2 separate regions of the Sus scrofa genome follow, and region 1 is linked to region 2. The links are chromatin contacts, called in public Hi-C maps. All regions are on one chromosome and are shown on one strand. The core of a region is the stretch at or near the end of the contact, and the rest is flanking DNA. Distances in the headings are between cores, read along the strand shown. Region 1 has its middle 3.0 kb from the start of CCER1. Region 2 overlaps LOC102159901 (a long non-coding RNA gene).

Region 1 (4,653 bases), core at 2,081-4,580, 320 kb before region 2:
AGTGGATTTGCTCTTAAGAATGCTAGTATGCCAATTACGTTTTTCCTTTAGTGAACCAGACAGTGGTAACTTGGGAGTCTTTATAGTATTATAGTTAGGATATGGGCTTTGATTTTTTTTTATACAATGATTTTTTTTTTCCATTGTGTCTGATTTATAGTGTTCTGTCCGTTTTCTGCTGTACAGCATGCTGACCCAGTCACACATACATGTATACCTTCTTTTGTCTCATATTATTTTGCTCTATCATAAGTGACCAGACATAGTTGCCAGTTCTACACAGGAGGATCTCATTGCTAATCCATTCCAAAGGCAGTAGTCTGCATCTATGAACCCCAAGCACCCCATCCATCCCACCCTCCCCCTTGGCAACCACAAGTCTATTCTCCAAGTCCATGATTTTCTTTTCTGTGGAAGCTTCATTTGTGCCGTATATTAGATTCCAGATCTAAGTGATGCCATGGGCTTTGATTTAAATAGATAAGAGCCTACCCTGACTGATACTATAGGGCGGATCCACGCAGTTATACATTTGTCCAAATCTTTAGAGGGGACAACATCAAGAGTGACCTCTAATGGACACTATGGACTTTTGGTGATAATGACGTGCCAACTTAGGTTCATTAGTTAACAAATGTGCCACCCTGTGTGGGATGAGATGATGTGGGAGGCTCTGGGGAGGGTGGGTACATGGGGAAATCTCTGTGCCTTCTGCTCACTTTGGCTATGAATTTAAAACTGCTACCAAAGTACAAAGTCTATTAAAAAATAGAGGTACTTCAAGCTCAGCTCACCCATTATTAACCTCTGGAAGCCTCCAGTTCCTTACCCATACCCTAAGTATATAGTACCTGTTCTGTGGAGTTGTATTAAGGATTGAAAATAAAGCTCTTAGCACAAGTACCCTCTGAGCACTCACTAAGTGTGACCTGTCGTCATTGTTATGTTTATGTGCTTTGGGACATTTAAAGACCATGGTACAGTATATGTAAAGATAACTAACCCTGTGCCTGATGTGAAAATAGACATCCCCATGCATGTGTCCCTTTCTTGTCCCACTTTTGGAAAATGTCGAGAAAGTGCTACCAGCCGTGATCCTACAGAAAACCATTGAGTATATCTGTCCCTTTATTACCTTCCTGTGGTGAGTGTAATTGTGCAAAATGGAACCTGAGTCTGCACAAGCACCCATAAAATGACAGAGAAGCAAAGTGGGGGAAGCCTGATGCTTGCAAAGTTCCTTTATGCTCTCCTGTTGCAAATTGAGAACAGTATGGGAGTTCTTGGATCAGCGCTCCACCCTTTGCTGTGGGACCCATAGACTCTGCAGGCTTCATTCAAGTTCATTTGCTCTGTGGTTTGCTGAAGAGAGGAACCTACTTGACTCCAAGTGCAGAATGCTGACATTTTTAGTCTCCAGTGTCCCTTTTTGGAGGTAGACTCACACATTTTGTGGTGGCTCACCCCCTGATCTGTGTAGCCTGAGGCAGTGTGGTGATAGTCCAAATTTATTTTTCTAAGAACATATGTGGTATACGATACTGAGTTTTAATTAAGAGCTCTAGGAATTGAACATGTTCCTGTTGTGAAATTCCCATCGACTTCTTCTTTGTTGAAAGAAAGATTAACTCACGGATAATCAAGGACATTTCTTTTTATCATGGTGTAAACCTTATGCAAATAAGAGTGGCTTTACACAATTTTTCATGGTGAAATATTACAACTTTCATATTTATTCTTCCTCTTAAAAAAACATTATTGCAGGGTTGTTTTGCCTCACTCTTCTTCTTAAGAGAAATGTGATTTTTTTTTCAATAGTTTGACACTGTAATACAGATTACTCATATCCTGGTAATTCACCCAAGAAAATTAGCACCAGAACATGTTAAACACCACTGTCAGACATGCAATTAAGAAATTTTTAAGACTTTAAAAATTGACCCACACTCTTCACATACTGCAAAATGAAATGTTTTGATTCAGCATTAAAATACAGCAACCATGTTTTTATGTACTGCATTCATTTATATTGCTACATAAAAATCCCACAAATGCAGTTACTTAAACAACATACCTTTGTTGTCTCAGAGTTTCCAAGGGTCTGGGATCCAGGGACAACTTAGTTGTGTCTTCTGCTCAGAGTCTCCCTGGGTTGTGATCACAGCCTTTGGTCGTTTGGGTTCTTATCCTGGAGCTCAATTCAGGAGCATTTTATTCCCAAGATTATTCCTATTATTGGCAGAATTTGTTTCTTGCGGCTGTAGAACTGAGGGCCCCTCCTTTTAGCTACCTGTTGGCTGGAGGAGGCCTACCTACAGGTTTTGAAACATGCCGGTCGTAGAGGACAATGGGCCTTCCTAGAGGCTGACCAGAGATCCCTGCCATGGGTTCGCCCACATGGCTACTCCCTCCATCAAGCCAGTCCAGAGCATCTCCTTAGTGCTTCCTGGCACAATTTTTCTCTCTCTTACTCACACACACACACGCGTATCATAATCAGGGGGCTTGTTTGACTTTGTGACCTCCATCACCTCTGACAAATCCTATTGGTTAGAAGCAAGGCCCATCCTACCAGCTCTGAAGGAGAGAGGCTTACGCAAAGGCATGAATACCAGGAGGCAGGGAATCGTTGGGGGTCATCTTAGAGTCTGTCTACCACCCACTTCAAGTAAATGTAGTAAAATGTGTCCTTTATATGATGTGGTTACACCTTGGGGAGAGTTTAATGATATTGCTGTATTTTGAAATGCTGACAAGTGCTTATGACAGCATGGGTTTTGTTCTGCTTTATGTTTTTTCAGAGCATTATGTTGTTAAATTGAAAACTGCAGTCTTGGTGTTAGTTTTTGTGCATTTGGGTGACTTGAAAAGAGTGAATTCTAACACTTGATGGCAGTAGTAACATTCAGAATTCAGTCAGTTGACGTCCTTATACAAAAGAAACTGTGTGAAGTTAGATACTTTATAAAAAAATGTTTCATCAAAAATGCCTTATTTAAATTAATCCAGGTTGCCAATATTAATTATTCTTTTACTCTAGTGTGGTGAAATTAGGTATATTTATTAGATTTTAGTATTTTTTGATTGGCTTATGGAAAGTAAACCTCAGCTAATTAAACTTGTAAATAAAATTCTTTAGAGAAATTTGAATGTATCTGATACATTCGGTCAGAGAAATGAGATGCAAAGAATGTTTTTGTAGCCAGTACAGCGTCAGGATGTACAAAAAGTAAATAGAACTCATTTTATGCACTCTCGAAAACCTGCCTTTTTCCACCCCGAGGTGTAATTTAAAACCAAAGAGGTCACCACCACCTAGTGGTTACAAAGCTAAATACAAGGAATTAAACCTTACTGACTTTTTGAAAGTGAGATAAAGAGATTCACAATGACTCACTGCTGAGTTCCCTGTGGCCTAATGGTTAGAACTCGGCTTTTTCACCTGTGTGCAGTCTGGTTTCAATCCTTGATTTGGGAACTGAGATCAAGCATTGCCACAGCCAGAAAAAAAAAAAAAATGACTCCTTGCTTTCTCTTTATAATTTGAGAAGTTGTGGGTTAGTTCGCAGTTTAGTGAGTCATGTTTCACACCAGAGGACACCACGTGATATTTTCCATTTATGCATTATCCTAATATTTAAGCAAATTATGACGAGAAAGTTAACTTTGTAATGAGATGACTACCAAGGCAATATTGCTGCAGATTTAAAGAGAAGGATGTGAATTTTATATTCATAATAGTACTCTGTGTATGTATTATTCACTATCACCACTTGAAAATTTTACTGACCCTATAACAGACCCTATGACTCTCTTTCTTGTTTGTTTTGCTGCAACTCCCTGCCCTACCCCTCATGATGTTGTAATGATGGAGTCCTGAGAAGGGTGGGAGGACAAAGAGGTATTTCATGTCATTTGTGGGGAGATCTGAGATCATTGGTAGTTTAGATAGGCAGGGCATTATAAATGCATGGGCCCTTTTCTCCATTAAAAAATGAAAATTAGAGTTTATGTCTTGTTGCTGTAAAGACGAATATAATCCAGGCTGGATTCTTTATTGTGTGTTTATTAATATTATAATTAGTTTTCTGTCAAAAAGAAAACATGCAAAGTTCCTAAAATTATCTCTGGCCCCAGGCACTGTTCCTGCTATGTCTAGTGAGTTGTCAGCCCTGCCTGCTGGGGTCATCTTTATCCTTGCTGGAAGACTTCTTTAGACCCCAGAAATGTTTCCTTGAATGTGACTCGAAGGCCTTTGGCCGCTTGGAAGCCACTGTGGCATACAAAAAAGATAACACTGAGCTTGGTATCTATATTAGTCTGTTTCCATAACAAACTCCATAGCCTGGGTGGCTTAAACAGTAGAATTTTCTCTCTCACAGTTTTGGAGGGTAGAAAGTCCACAATCAAGGTCTTGGTTGCTTTGGTTTCTGGTGGGAGCTCTCCTCCTAGCTTGCAGATGGGGCTTCTTGTAAGGTCTTCACGTGGCCTTTCTTTAGTACACACACACACACACACACACACACACACACACACACGTTCTTTTCCCTCCTCTTCTTATGCGGCCACTAATCCCATCATGAGGGCTCTACCTCATGACCTCATCTAGCCCTAATTAAACTCCCAAAAGGCCTGTCTCAAAGCGTCATCACC
Region 2 (4,701 bases), core at 744-3,243:
ACATTCTTTAGCTTTCTGGGACTCAGTTTCCTCATCTATAAAATGAAGTGGCTGGACACCATTATATCATATTTAAAGCTCTTTTTAGCTGTAGGAATTGGGAGCAACTTAGTTTAATTTGTCTCATCTAATTCCTGTCTCATCATCAGAATCTCTCCAAAATGTTTTCCTTTCCTTCTGTCCCTCTCTTTCTTGCCTTTTCACAGCTCAAAAGATTTCTCCAGTTTGAATGATTTATCCTTCTGGATTTATGTTGTCAGAAAGGTTTGTTTAGATGGAGTCCAGACATACTCCTGTGTAGCTTATGCATTCTAATTAAGAAGGATAACTTCAAATGGATCAAGGTTATCTAAAAAAAAAAAAAAAAAAAAAAAGAATTAGAACTTGATTCAAAGATCAGAAGGGAAGAAGACCGTTATAAAATAAACTTGGGATGAACAACTCCAAAGTTTAAAGCAAACTGAGATGAGAAGCCTGTTTTTCTTCTCAAAATCAGCCTAATTCTCATTTGAAGGGTTAAGAGAGTAAAGTAGCTGCAGTTGCAGAAATGCAGATTTCTGACGTGGCTGCTCGGAATTTGTTAAAGGAAAACAATTCTGAAAATTCATTCCGGTCCCTCTGGCTCCCCTGGTTCTCTGCACCCTGAGAAAGAAAAGGAGTACACAACTGCCACCTTTTGGAGAAAACAGCAATAGCAGCAGAGACCAAGAACATTAACTACTCCACTTTCAGAGGGAAAAATGAAGTGGTAAATATTATTTTAACCTTATTATGATGTCATATCTCCAAAGAGTTAATCCAACTTCAACTTAAAAATGTAAGTAAAAGCTGAATTAAAATCCGGGTTTGGTTTTCCTCATCTTTTAAATGACAGTAATAAACTATACCTGATTTTGTTTTAAAATAATCTTTGAAATAACCACAAAAGAACAAAATGCTATCTCGAATCCTGATGTCAGGACTTTCTTTTCGCCTTGATCATGGCTAGAGATCTACTGGGACTATTAATTGTTTGCACCCAGTTACTCTGCCCTTAACTGTAAGATAAGATAGTCCTTAATTTCAAGTAGTGTTCTGTTTTTAATATTTAGAATAAAACACTAGAGAAGAATATCCCTTTGTTTTGCTAGAGAAGAGGATTATTTATTTTATCAAAAACAAGGAAGAAGTGTTGCCAGGAATTTACTAAGTTTCCTGGACTTGGACAGTCAAAGGCTTTTGAAATCCTACACAGCTTGGTGTAATCATAATTACTGTTTAATATGTGCAAACACCTTTCACATGTCCTGGTCTTGAACATTCTGGGTGTGCCCTCCACTGGTACAATGACTGCTAAGCATAAGATTCTGCAACTAAACAGATGAAGATGACCTTTAAAATGCTTCAGAGATGGAGGTCAGGGGATGTCAGAATTTTGTTTTAAGCCATGTTGAGATATCTACAAATTTGACTTAGAAATAGTTCGCATTGGATTGACCTATTGAAACCATAAGTATAAAACAACCCTCTTCCTTACATGTCCTCTTTTCTCTCTGAGATGCTTCTCAAACATAAGCAATTAAAGCATAGAAGCAAATCTGATACATGACTGATTGCTTCCAGGTTTCTCTGAGTTCATTCTCCCAACATATTTTCTTAGTGCAACCACCCACACATACTAATCAAAATGTTTTCTTAACATTTACCTTAAATTGTACTCCAAAACAGATTCTACGTTATTCCCTAAATAAGGTATCACAAAGGCTGCTGTGATTTTAAAGTGAGAGATGAAAGCTGCTCTTATAAATTGCCATATTGTGAAGAACAATCATTACTGAATATATGTACTATTTTTATATCACTTCCTTCTCCACTCTACCCTGTAAGTTTTAACAAAATTATTTGCCCTGAAAATAAATGCACGAGAGAATGATTACTGAAACAGCATTTTCTGTCTTAGCCCTGCCAATATGGGATTGTTAGGAGATGGAGTTAAAAATCTTCAGCACGCCCTGCTGTGGTTGTCAATCATAGCTCTCCCTTTCCAAAAACCTCAAAAGAGCTTATAATGCCACGTACCATATGTGGAGTAATAATTAGGCTTACCAGGGTGCTTTCTGTTGGACAATCTCTTTGGCACAGATAGAGCCATAAAATCCAGCTTTTTACACAATGTTATCCAGCTTTTTTCAAGCGCTTTAAAGAATATAACTGTAATATCATTTGACAACTTTGGCATGCTCTGAGCTAACTATTGGGCACTTTTGAATCTGGAGTTTCTTATGCATTTTTTTTCTATTGAGACAAATACCAGAATTTGGGAACTGAATCAATAGTACACATCCACGATTCCTGAACTCTGAAAATTAACGTGAAAGCAGACATTTTACAGAATCACTTGGAACTGAATTGCAAAAATTATTTGGAATTTCAAGTTAAAAGTCAATACGAAGAACTTCTGGAGTTCCATTGTGGTGCAGCGGAAATGAATCCAACTAGGAACCAAGAGGTTGCCGGTTTGATCCTGGCCTCGCTCAGTGGGTTGAGGATCTGGCACTGCCGTGAACTGTGTTGTTGGTTGCAAACATGGTTCGGATCTGGCATTGCTGTGGCTGTGGTGTAGGCCGGCAGCTACAGCTCTGATTAGACCTCTAGCCTGGGAACCTCCACATGCTGCGGGTGTGGCCCTAAGAAGACAAAACAAACAAACAAAAACTTCCAAAGAGGCTTAACATTATGTATGAACCTCTGGGACCCCAGAGACTATAAAGATATAGATAGAGGTATATAGATGTAATTTTCCTAATTAGAATCCCTATATCTGCCTCTCCCTATGGATGCACAAACCTCTGTAATTTGGCCACACACTTGGTATTTGGGGTTTGCCCTCTTACATTTAATTTGCACCCCAAACAGTCATAAAGCACATGCATCTAAAATATGTGTCCTCTGCAGAGTTCCCATCACGGCTCAGTGGAAACAAATCTGACTGGCATCCATGAAGACCCAGGTTTGATCCCTGGCCTCGCTCAGTGGGTTAAAGATCCCATGTTGCTGTGGCTCTGGCGTAGGCTGGTGCCTATGGCTGCAATTTGACCCCTAGCCTGGGAACCTCATATGCTGCAAGTGTGGCCCAAAAACGATAAAAAAAAAAAGTGTCCTCTGATTTTGCCACATTGTCAGTATAAAGTAAAAGAATTATCAGAGATGACTGGAAGAAAAATAACAGAAGATTTAAATATTTAGAGAGTAAAGATCAAGATGGCTTAAACTTGGTTTTTTAAGCTCAAGAAAAGGGTGGGTCTTAAAAGTATGTGCTCTATCTCTTCAGACATAGACACACACACACAAGAACATACATCAATGTATATTTGCTTGTATAAGCAAGTCGAAGGCAGGGTTCTTCAGGACTGCAGGATTTCATGATCCCCTGAATAAAGTAAAAAAAAGCTGCTTGCAGCTATTTGATAAATTCATTTTCTCTAAACTGTAGCTTCCATCACATTTTTATTTCTTCTGATATATGTTTAATTAAAATTCATAGAGGACATGGCAATAAAACAGAAGCATTGATTGCACATTCCACCAGTATATCCAGAATGTTCCTGACTTTTTTCACCTCAGCTTACAAACTAGTCTATTTTGTAGTTAATTTCATGTACTTTAGCCTACATATATTTCAATATGTGAGCAAGCAAGCATTTAAACATCATTAAACATCATGTTTAATGTTTCTTTTTAAAATCCTGCTTTCAAAAAATGATACATAAAAAATTTTCTACATATATATGTGTGCATGTGTGTGTCTGCGGTATGTACAAAGTGTGGGTATGCGTAACTTGAGTTCCTTGTATTTTACCACATTGTATGTAGGAAGGTGGGATTTAGCCACAGTCGGGGGACCATTACCAGGAAATGCATAGCATTTTATGACCCTAGTATTATAGAAAATGTTATAAAATTAATGCATATAATTAAAAATTATTTCCTCAACAGGGAAATGATTAAAATAGAGAGGCACTTTGTCTACTCATACTTTTACAAAATGCAAAAAATAGTATTTTGCTACTTAAACTTATATAGTAGGAGAACAAACATATTAAACCAGAGTTTGGGTTTGAAACTTACCCCAGTATCTTATGTAATATCCAAGATCTTGTGATCTTGGGCAGTTACTAAGCTCCTGAAGCCCCAGTTTTCCGGTAAGAAAAACTTCATGGGCTATGGTGAAATTTTAGTGTAATTTCCTGTGCCCTTTCTACAGAGGACACTTAGTAAATATTAATTTTGCTTGGTTTTTTTTTTTTTTTTTTTTTTTTTTTGTCTTTTTGCCATTTCTTGGGCTGCTCTGGCAGCATATGGAGGTTCCCAGGCTAGGGGTTCAGTCAGAGCTGTAGCCACCGGCCTACGCCACAGCAACGTGGGATCCAAGCTGCACCTGCAACCTACACCACAGCTCACGGCAACGCCGGATCCTTAACCCACTGAGCAAGGCCAGGGATTGAATCTGCAACCTCATGGTTCTTAGTGGGATTTGTTAACCACTGCATCACAATAGGAACTCCCAAATTTTGCTTGTTTTAAAAGCCTAAATACTTTTCAGTGAAACCACCTTGATGTACAAGTGGAGTGAGTACCATTGGTATGCTAATATTGGAATGGAAATGAACAAAGTGCCCTTTAGAGGGGTTTTCCTGTTCCTTTTTGTAAACACAGTATATC

Evidence for each region. A called contact is a pair of places that touch in the nucleus more often than the background predicts.
Region 1: a contact with region 2 is called in a Hi-C map of adipocytes, with 6 times the contacts expected there. The contact joins two enhancer-like sites. A contact is called at or near these places in 1 of 5 promoter capture datasets (fetal skeletal muscle), 27 of 47 Hi-C or Micro-C datasets (adipocytes, adipose tissue, alveolar macrophages and 15 more) and 2 of 2 datasets of contacts at active chromatin or transcription factors (alveolar macrophages and skeletal muscle).

Annotation. Positions count from the first base shown.
Region 1 is chr5:91,878,723-91,883,375 of Sscrofa11.1, reverse strand. No RefSeq gene overlaps it. Among named protein-coding and RNA genes, the nearest start is that of CCER1, 3.0 kb to the left of the region's middle. Within about 2 kb of position 3,330, at least 1 of the 83 cell types and tissues checked has an H3K27ac peak or open chromatin away from gene starts, as enhancers often do. A contact at or near this core is called in adipose tissue, where this site is marked.
Region 2 is chr5:91,554,678-91,559,378 of Sscrofa11.1, reverse strand. LOC102159901 (a long non-coding RNA gene) reads right to left here. Exons shown (of 5, transcript XR_002344335.1): 5 at 1-349. Among named protein-coding and RNA genes, the nearest start is that of DCN, 120 kb to the left of the region's middle. Within about 2 kb of position 1,993, at least 13 of the 83 cell types and tissues checked have an H3K27ac peak or open chromatin away from gene starts, as enhancers often do. A contact at or near this core is called in adipose tissue, where this site is marked.